2 separate regions of the Anser cygnoides genome follow, and region 2 is linked to region 1. Evidence: chromatin contacts called from public Hi-C data. All regions are on one chromosome and are shown on one strand. The core of a region is the stretch at or near the end of the contact, and the rest is flanking DNA. Distances in the headings are between cores, read along the strand shown. Region 1 holds the start of RBFA (ribosome binding factor A). Region 2 overlaps SLC66A2 (solute carrier family 66 member 2).

What was found. Hi-C and Micro-C count contacts between places; a contact is called where the count stands out from the background.
Region 2: a Hi-C map of liver shows a contact between it and region 1, with 5 times the contacts expected there. The contact joins the enhancer-like site here to the promoter of RBFA in region 1. A contact is called at or near these places in 3 of 7 Hi-C or Micro-C datasets (granulosa cells and liver).

Annotation. Positions count from the first base shown.
Region 1 is chr2:48,370,832-48,375,720 of Taihu_goose_T2T_genome, forward strand. It overlaps RBFA (ribosome binding factor A), which reads right to left and starts at 2,604. Exons shown (of 7, transcript XM_066992035.1): 1 at 2,418-2,604; 2 at 1,925-1,967; 3 at 504-680. The coding sequence starts at 2,548. It overlaps LOC106038369 (probable 2-ketogluconate reductase), which reads right to left. Exons shown (of 6, transcript XM_048075850.2): 5 at 4,509-4,605; 6 at 3,779-4,169. The coding sequence ends at 4,016.
Region 2 is chr2:48,435,046-48,440,267 of Taihu_goose_T2T_genome, forward strand. All of the region lies in intron 3 of SLC66A2 (solute carrier family 66 member 2), which reads left to right. Among named protein-coding and RNA genes, the nearest start is that of SLC66A2, 16 kb to the left of the region's middle. Within about 2 kb of position 2,731, at least 1 of the 3 cell types and tissues checked has open chromatin away from gene starts, as enhancers often do. A contact at or near this core is called in liver, where this site is marked.

The DNA of each region.
Region 1 (4,889 bases), core at 1,354-3,853:
CTACAAATTCCAACTCTTTCTGAAACCTTGCTTGCCAATGCCATTGTCTTAAGTCTTGACTTTTTTGCTCTAAGCTCATGACCCATTTAGGTCATAATGAAGCTGGTAAGGGACTCAAGGATGAATAAGCTCTCACGCAGCTGCATAAAGACTCCTGGAAAGATACATTTGTGTTGGTAAAAATCAGGCTCCTCCTTCTGAAAGGGCAATACAAATTGTACATGTACAAATAACAGGAAAAACAAACATACCAGCAACACCATTTTTTAGTTGGCCTAAGTGGCATTAGCATTATACTGACAAAGGTCTACTAAATGAGGTGCAACAGTGGCAAAACTCTCCTTACATGAAAGGTGAACTGAGGCTCATTTTGCTGTGCAGCAGCAATGCTGCAAAACTCTTCCTGCATGCATCACAATACCTGGGGGCTCCTTCAGCACAACACACCAGCCTCAGGTTGTAGTCACAGCTGCTCAACAGAAACTGTAGCTTTTTTCACTTGCCTTGCAGATTTCCAGCTTGAGGTCATGAAGCTCTTGATTAACTTCACCGGTACTCATCATCTCTGACACAGCTTTATGAATAAGACTATTCAAGACTCTACAGCGTACGGTATCTTCTTTCCTAGTTTTGGTATGGTCATCTTTCATTACAGAGGCCAAATTGGTTGGTTCGTACATCTTAGAACAAACAAACAAACAGTTGTTCCAAATTTACATTAGGAAATTATATATAGTTTTGTACCTCTAAGTATAGTCTTAGAATGGCATTGTTGCAGCTGTCATAGCTTTATACAGGTCTTATGTATCAGATGTTTCAGTAAAGAATATTTCTACTGATAAAATCTTTGACCTTTATGTACTACAGTCAAAATTTCTTACTTTACTATTTTGTAGCTCAATAAATCAGTTTTCTAAAATATAGCTGGTGTTAACTGAAAAACATTGATTGCTTGAAAACCAAACATAATTTGTTTTCTAGGTAAGTTTCATGCACTTATTTTTTGCAGCGTGGTTTGCCCACACAGAGATCTGTGAGAACAATTGTAACTAGAAGTTAAAGAAATCCCAGCATATCCAGTAATTAAAGGCAATGAAGTCAGAGGCCTGTCATTCTGTGACTGGTACCACCGTCTCCAGACTGCTGATCTGAATTTGCCTCCCACCAGTAAGAACTGAAAGCAAATCCAGCCACTGATACTTCTAGCATGTGCAAATCACTGATACTTCTAGCATGCACACTATCATTTTCAGCATACGAAAACTGGTCTGGATAAGATTTCCTGGATCATTAAACCTAGTTCCTTGAAATCACAGGCAACCATGTAACAGACACTTCTTCCGAAAGGATCCACAGAACATCTACTCCACGTACTCCTACACTTCTTACAGGAGAAGACCACAATGCTGTACTTGACCAAAAAGCAACTTTGTCCCACTTGGCCACTGTTTCTTTTTTGTTTGTTTTTGCTGCCACAAAGTAACAATGCCACTTACATAAGAAACTGTCTGCTTTCTCTTGTAGTGTATCCCCTTATTTGTGCTAGGCACAGGTTATATGCACCCAAGACTTGCTGAGAACCTTACTGGGAAATGATCTGGATTAAAACTAAGTGTCTATACAGAAGTTTTAACCTAGACCAGTTTTTTGATACAGGCTCAAAACCACGAAGGGAAGTGCTGGTGCTAGTACAGATTAAAAAATGGCACAAAGGAAGAAATGGTCAAGGGAAGAGCTTGACAAACAGCTTCTCTTGCAGCAATCCTAGCATATCACAGTAAAACTGAAGTGCTACCGTTCACTCATTAAATTCTGCTCTTTCTCCACCAGAAAATGCTTTTCCCAAAGTCACAGGTAATGGAGGAAATTTAAGCTTGTTCTCCCTGGAAGAGATGAGCACAGCATTTTAGAAGCCTGTACTTACCATTTTAGACTCCAGGGTAGGGCTGTCATACCAAAACTTCTTTCTTTTGGAAAAAGGAGAGGCACACAGTTTTATCTTTCATCAACTCAGAGAAATGATGGGTACCCTGCTTAATTAAAACGTCACCTGCCTGAAGACACACACCCAGCCGCGCCGCTACATTTCCAGTTTCCCCCATAACGTTTACGCATTAGGGTGACACGCAGCGATGCTTCCCGTCCACAGCAGAAGTTACACCAGGGGGGCAAGGGGGAGACAAGCGCTAACGTTTCCGTACTGTGGGATAACTACAACCGGCCTCGCCCTCCCCGTGTGCCCGCGAGCCCGGGCGGCCCCAGCCCGGTCACCGCAGGAGCCCGTTGGTTCCCCAGGCCCGGCGTGAGGCGGCCCCCAGGAGGCGGCCGACGGCAGCGCAGACCGAGAGCCTCGCCCCGGCCCGCGGCTACGCGGAGCTCCGGCGGGCGAGGCCCGGCCCCCTCGGCCCCGCACCTACTTGTTCTTGTGGAGCATTTTCTTCAGCAGGTTCCTGGAGCCGCACGAGGCGGCCGAGCTGCGCAGCGCCCGGCAGCAGGCCGGCCCCGCCGCCCGCCGCACCGCGCCCGCCACCGCCCCGCTCCGCCACATGCCCCCGGCGCGGCCCGGCCGCGGGAGCAACCGGCGGCGGCGGCGGCGGCTCCTGAGGGGCGCTGGCTCCCCCTGCCGGCGCGGCAGCCCCGGGCTGAGCGCCTGCCCCCTGGGGCGGCGAGGTGCCACAGGGCCCCGCCCCGCTGAGGCGACGGCGGCCTGCTGCCGGGTCGCTGTTTTGGCTGGGATAGAGTCGGTTTTTCTTCCCAGAGGCTCACAAGATGCTGTGTTTGGGATGTTTTTTTTGGCGATAACAGCGATGTTTTTAGTTGTTGCAGAGCAGTGCTTACACAGAGCCAAGGATTTTTGTGCTTCTCTTGCTGCCCCGACAGCGAGGAGGCTGCGGGTGCACCAGGACCTGGGAGGGGACACAGCCAGAACAAACCGACCAAGAGATCATCCATACCGTATCACCTCGTGCTCAGCAATAAAAGCTGGAGTAAAGAAAGAGGAAGGGGGGTCACATTCAGAGTGATGCCATTTGTCTTCCCAAGAAACTGTAGTACATGGCGAGCCGTGCTTTGCTGGAAGCGGCTGAAGACCTGCCTGCTGATGGGAAGTAACAAATGAACTCCTTGTTTTGCTTTGCTTCCATGCACGGCTTTTGCTTTTACCTAGTAAACTGTCTTTATCTCAACCTACTTTACTTTTCTGATTCTCTCCACAATCCCACCTAAGGAAAGTGAGTGAGCGGCTGTGTGGTGCTGAGCTGCCTGCGTGCCTGCAAGGGGTAAACCACAACGGCAACAAAGGGGTGATACAACAAAAAATGAACCCACAGGCCAGTTTTGATAGCACTGAATTGTCACTTGGGAATGTGTCTGTGTGACATGGAAAATCCATGGAAAAAATGGGGGAAAATTCAGACTCCTGCCACGCATAGCCAACCCCAAGCCCTGTGCAGACAATTTATGCACAGGCTCGCTTATTTGCATAACTGAGTTATCCCAGAAGTGAAAATAAATGCGGTTGCTACATTTCTATAAGACTGTACCAGCAAAGGCCTTGCAAATTATTCTCCAAAGAGAGAATAGTTTCGTTGCTGCTGGACTTTCAGGAGCAGTTGGTCTAAAATGCTGTCTGCAGTTTGCCGCAGTTTACTGTAGGTCATGAGTGGCACCAGAATACAGGGCTATGTAATGATTAAAATGTCCTTCGGTTCAGTGTTATGTTGATGTGCAATTCTAAGAGGATGCAAGCAGCATGAATAGTACCAATTTAAGACTCGACTCGAGTTTTTCACTGAAGTTCATGAGAAAATATGGATCTTTTTCACACAGAATCACTTTTTGTTATTTAAATGAATTAAAACCACTAAAACCCTAAATTAAAACCATCTAATTAAAATCATACTTGTACATTTAATCTGTATGACATATATGGGCTAATTACATGAAAGGTTATCAAATTACTGTTTCCTCACACTAGGATAAACACTAATGATGTTAACATTAAATGCAAGGCACTTTACAGTAATACTTCATGAGGGATAGGAAGACTTGTAAGAGCTGCTTGTATGCTTTCAGTCATGTTTTCCATCATAAGGTGGCGTGTCTTTTTGGTGGCACTTCCAATGTGAGGAGTTATTAAAACATTCTCCATTTTTAACAACGGGTGATCCCTGGGAAAAGAAAAGAAATGCTGAGGTATTCAGTCAGAGAGTGTGCTTCTTCAGCACATGAAAATGCACCAGGAAGATGCTTAAAATAATAACTAAAAACTAATTGTATGACTTTAGTGTACTCAAAGTAGAGTTCAAACTGATACTTGGCTTGCAGCTTTTTATGTAATAAATCTTCCAAATGAGTGTGGATTTTGTTTGGCTGCTACAGGACTGGGGACATCATTTCAGTAGGACTAGTGCATATACATTATGTACAGGAATACTAAAAAAATTATGTAATTTCTCACATGCCCACAAACGTGTACGCACACACACTAACTTAAATACATGTCCTACCTTGGCAAAGGTTCAGGGTATGTCACATCCAGAGCAGCTGCCTTAATAACTTTGTTCTGAAGGGCTTCCACCAAATCATCCTGCTCTACAACCAGACCTAGGTTACAGTAAGAAAGATACTCTTATCTTCATATTTCACACAGTTCTTCCACCATCTTTTTTGGCATGATGGTTAGGCAAATTGTAGAGATAGTGATGTTCACAAAGCAGAAATAGCAGCAGAGGGTGGTCAGCCAGGAGGAGGAAGCTTGGGTACACACATCAGAGTTGGACAATTGGGAATTTTAAAAGGCAGGATGTAGCAGCATAAAATAAAGTACAGCACCAGGCTTCAGAGTGAGCTTTGCCACTAGATCTATGTTAGGAAGCACACTGCATTAA
Region 2 (5,222 bases), core at 1,481-3,980, 64 kb after region 1:
CTGCTTATTTTCTTAACCTGCTTTATAACTTGTATCTTATTATAGCATCTTGATCTCTTGAGGAGCTCTGATTGTGTCACTGGAAAGCACTCTTGCACAATACATGGTTTTCAACTGGCAGGAAAAGGAGAATTAAAAATTTTAGTATGCAGAATGATTGCAGATGGGGTCTACTTTGTCCTTGTTGATATGAGTAGCTTGAGCTGAGGCTTTTTGAAACCATTTTAGAGCAGCATTTTTCCAGGAGGTAATGCAACTGTACTGTATTAACTGATTATATACGTGTGTATATATTCAATGTTTTTGGGCTAACAACTTGTTTTCTCTGATTGTGAGAAATATATGAAGTGAGAGTTAAGCTTTTTGTTCCACTGTTTTTAAGTCTTAATTTTCTCCCCCTGAGCAAATTGCTGTTGGGGATGTTCACTGAGACCGTTCTGGGCCTTCCTGCTGCTCGACCCTATCTTAGTATCACTGGGTGGGAGCATTAGAGAAAGCATGGAGACTAAAATTTCTGTCACATTTTGTTTTGTCTTTTATTTTTTATAAGCAAAATATACTAACTGACTAAACTTGAACTAAAAGACCCACTGTTTCATTTAATCATACAAGTCTATTTTGTCTTTCCTTCCTTTTTTTCCCCCCTCAACTTTTTTTTTTATGTAGCTGCAGATAGTAAGGATGAAGAAATTAAAGCACCTCCCAAGAGATCCTATCTGGGTATGTACTGTCCAAACTCACTCTGCATGAAGTTGCCTTTTCAACTACCTATTTCATGCTTTGCCATTTTTTGTAACCATTTTTAAAAACACTTGCATGATCACTTCTATATTAAATGTTTGCATTACGTTTTTGTGACATACTAAAGCCTGGTGCATGGTTTCGTTTTAATTTTCCCTTCCTCACTCTTAACCTACATAGCGGAAAACATGCTTACAGTTCTGCTTCAGAAATCAGTTTTGAAGGCAGTTGAATTCACTCCATTGTGTGTTTCAATAATACCTTTCTCTTTTTCCTTCCCTAAGGTAGAAAAGCAAAATACTGTGTGATACAGGGATCCATATCTTCATAGTCATATTCCTCCTCTTCTAGCCCTGCCTCTGGAGGAAACAATGGAAAATACAAGAGTATCTTTCAGCATTGTTCAGAATGCTAGATGAGAAATTTCCCACATCTGATGTTCAGCAAAATGCCTGCATCTTTGCGACTTATTTTTTTTTTCCTTGACTTGTTCCTCTCTTATAGAGTAGCCTCAAGATTGTTTCTTGGTAATTAGTAACACTCTAAACTGAGAGCTTCCAATTGTTTTCAGTTTCAGAATTGGAATCTACGTTCTTTTAATTTGCCTAAGAGGAAATATTAGGTGCAAGCTAGCCTTGTAGTGTTTTCAGCTCTCAGTAGCTAGGGAGACAGTTTTTGTCAAGCCATGGTGGTCTTTATTTATTTTTTTAAAACTAGTTGGGGGTATCATGTTAAGGTAGTTGGACCAGCCACAGACACAAAAGCTGCCCAAAGTCAACTTTTATATTGGTTTAAAATGAATTGATGTAGAATCTCGCACTGATACTAGTTATTCTCTGTTGCAATTCTCAAGCTAATAAGGGATCAATTAAAGATATACAGGGTAAAGAAAAGTATTCCTGGTGCAAAAGAGTCTCTACTTCTATATCAACAGTTAATTAAACTTGAGCAAGCTTTGAGAAACACAAAGAGAAGCATTAACCTGAGTACTGTCTTGAAACTGTAAGACGAAACCTGTAAGGGTTAAATAGACTCTTTCATTAATCTTCTGGACCTCTCCTTTCAGATTTAGGGGCAAAATGCATCTTAAACTGGTTTGATGGCAGTATTTTGCAAAGTGCCTTTTCTGTTTGTGCTTTCAAAACATTTTTTCTGGACTTCTTATGAAACTGTTTTATTTTGCTGTTTTCTAGTTTGTGGTGGTTTTCACTAGCTTGCAACACTAACCAATGGAATGTAAACTTTAAACAATTCTATCGTTTTTGCACCTATCTTCCTGTTGTCTTTTACTGATACTCAGAAATGTTTTATTTACAGTGGCAGAGCTAGAATCAGCTGCCTCTGCTCTTAGATACAATTGAGTGGGTTATTTCAAAATGCTTCATGTGGTTAAAATTAAACAGAAAAAAGTAACTTAATGTGACCTTTTATTCTTTTTTTTTTTTTGTTAAAAATTATTGCTTGGTGATTCAAGTGCTTAAAAAGGTTGACATTTGTAGGAAAAAAAAACCAACTTTAATCTTAGTCTAACTGATTTAAATCTGAAACATTTGGTTAATAAATGGTGACTGAAGGTCATTTTGGAACTGCTTAGCAAAATAATGAGATGAATCACATTATCACTAAGGAAAAGAGTAGTCTCATGCTCAGAGGTTTAATGATAGGTTGGCAAGTCTGTTCTCTGTTCAAATGGCATAATTCTTACTGGTGCAAACAAAGTAAGAAATGTTTTGAGGTGTTTGTGTATAGTATACATGCAAAAGTAAGCCCAAGCGGCTGTGCAAGTGGGCTATACAGTGCTTTACATCACAGCATAAGTCATACTTTGACTGGCAGAGGGTTATTAAACTGAGTGAGCTATGTCCTGAGGTGCTGTTTGCTACAGCTTTGGAAAGCTCACTCAGAGTAGTTAAGGGGAGTATTTGCTGTATTCTCAAGTGGTATGAGGACATTCTCACAATGTCTTTTAATGAGTTTTAAGGAAAATTTTGTTCAAGGAGGAGAGATTGGCTTCTTCCTTTTCCCTGTTTATTTTGGTTTTCTGAAAATATTCTTCAATATGCTTTTAGACTCCAGAGATCATTGTATTACTTTCTTTTTCTTGTTATGTAGTAAACATTCTGCCTATTCTTTTTGGCTATCCATGAAAACTATTATTGTAGATGTTGAAGCATTAATCTGAGAATTTACTGTGAAAGTTAAGGACACGATTTATTTATTTTTTCTTGATGAGGTGCTTTAGAACAAATCATAGAATCGTTGAATGATTTGAGATGGAAGGGTCCTCTAAAATCATCTGGTTTGTGGATAAATGTCTTAATCTGTTTCACTGAAATGCAGTAAAATAAGAGTTAGAGGTTGTCACAGGAGTAGCAAAACACTAAACAAGACATTGCTCCAAAGATGTATTGTTTGAAACTGTTTCAAAGGGTCTCATTGACATGGCAGACGAGTCCCAAAGTGAATGTGATTTGTTTGATTTTCCAAGTAAATATTTAAACGCTTTGAAGGACGCTTCCAGTAGATGACAAGAGTTTTCCTCCCTTATGTGAAGCTGGTTTTAAAACTTTCTGTGCTGTTGAACCCTGAACCTTGCTTTTTGCCCAAACAGAAAGTTATCCAAGTAACAATAAGTTTTAAAGCAACAGTAATAAGATAACTAAAATGCAGATGATCTGCCTGTTGCATTAATATTTAAAATGACTTATTTTCTTTGGGTGAAAAATGTAAAATGTCTGTGCAGGTAAGTTCAGAATTAGAACCTGCGTAGTGATGAAGACAAAAGAGCAATGTTAATGAAGTAGGCACAGTCATCTGCTACTCTCTGCCGTTTCCGCAGTGTCCTGGTTTCATCTGGGATAAAATTAATTTTGTTCCCAGTAGCTGGTATGGTGCTGTGTTTTGAATTTAGGATGAGAATAATGCAAATAACACACGGATGTTTTCAGTTGCTTACAGGAAGCAGTGCTTAGACTCAGACAGGGATTTTTCAGCTTCTCATGCTGCCCTGCCCGCGAGGAGGCTGGGGGTGGGTGCAGAAGGAGCTGGGAGGGGACACAGCCAGGACCGCTGACCCACGTTGGCCAAAGGGATACTCCGTAATACCCGATGTCATGCTGAAAAGTAAAACTGGGGGGGTTGGCCAGGGAGCAGGTTGGCTGCTGTTTGGGGACTGGCTGGGCATCAATCAGCAGGTGGTGAGCAATTGCGCTGTACGTCAATTGCTTTGTATATTATTTGATCATAATAATAATAATAATAATTTTCCCTTCCACTTCCTTTTAAACTGTCTTTATTTCAACCCATGAGTTTTACCATTTTTCCATTCTCTCGCCCATCCCACGTCAGGGGGGAACGACTGGCTGTGTGGTGCTGAGCTCCCTGCTGAGTTAAACCACTACACAGTCATCGTGACAGCCCTGTAAATAACTTAGGTGTTCACCTCTTCTTTTGTCCCTTAACTTTACTCAGGGGATTGGTTGGCTCGTGATAAATTGAGAGTTGGCACGCTCTGGGACGCAGCTGATACGTCGCGTGCGCCGTAAAGGCTGTAAGCTTTTTTCAGTCAGCTCTCTGGCTCCCTCTGGTCGTAATATTCAATTTGTCTGGGTCGAACAGGAGCATCCCGCTGGCAGACAAGCAGATGTGCGATGTGGTTGTCTGCGGGTGCTTACAGCGCGCTTCTCTGTCCAGGCCTCGCTAGCCTGAGCAGAGCCACAGACGGTGGAGAGGCACAGTTTCTCTTTGCTAGTTACGTGGGCTTTGCATTGGTTTCACTGAAAGTATGTCTTTCACACCATAGTTTGTAGTTACTGAATTCCCTTTACAACTGTGGGGCAATTAAATACATAACAAAAACACAGTTGTTGCTGGCATGCAGCTGTCACAGCCTCTGTCCCTGCATAACTGCAAATAGGAGGGGAGTTAAATACCTTCTTGCCAGGAGTACACATTCCCTTGTTAGACTCATGTTAAAGTGCTTTTTTTGGTCTTTTAGGAAGGGAGTCTCGGAGAGGGGTTTGTAACAGTGTCTCTGTGTGAAACTAGGATGCCTTTTTTTTTTTTTTTTTTTCCTTTTCCTTAAAATAGACTTTTAGCTGTTGAGGAATACAGATCTGCTTTGCCTGGTGGAACGACATCCAGCTGCATCGGCAGTTTGGTTGTGGTTCTGTGTGTGGTGGGAACAGTTACTCCCCCCTTCTTTCTCTGCAGTAGTATTTAATCCTTTTCAGAAGACATTGAAAATAAAAATCAGAAATGGAGAGTCTAAGGATAAAGTGGCAATTTTGAACTTGATATAAAAAAATTCTTATGTTGAAAACTATAGAATCTTATTTAAAGTATATAGTTTTGGTTACTTCTTAGTTATGTTGCAGTTGAACAAATAGATATCTAGAAAATAATTTCTCTACCCAGTTATGGGTCTGTGCTGGAGACCTAAGATACTGCTTCGGCATTTCATTTTGTATGGCTGGGGAGTT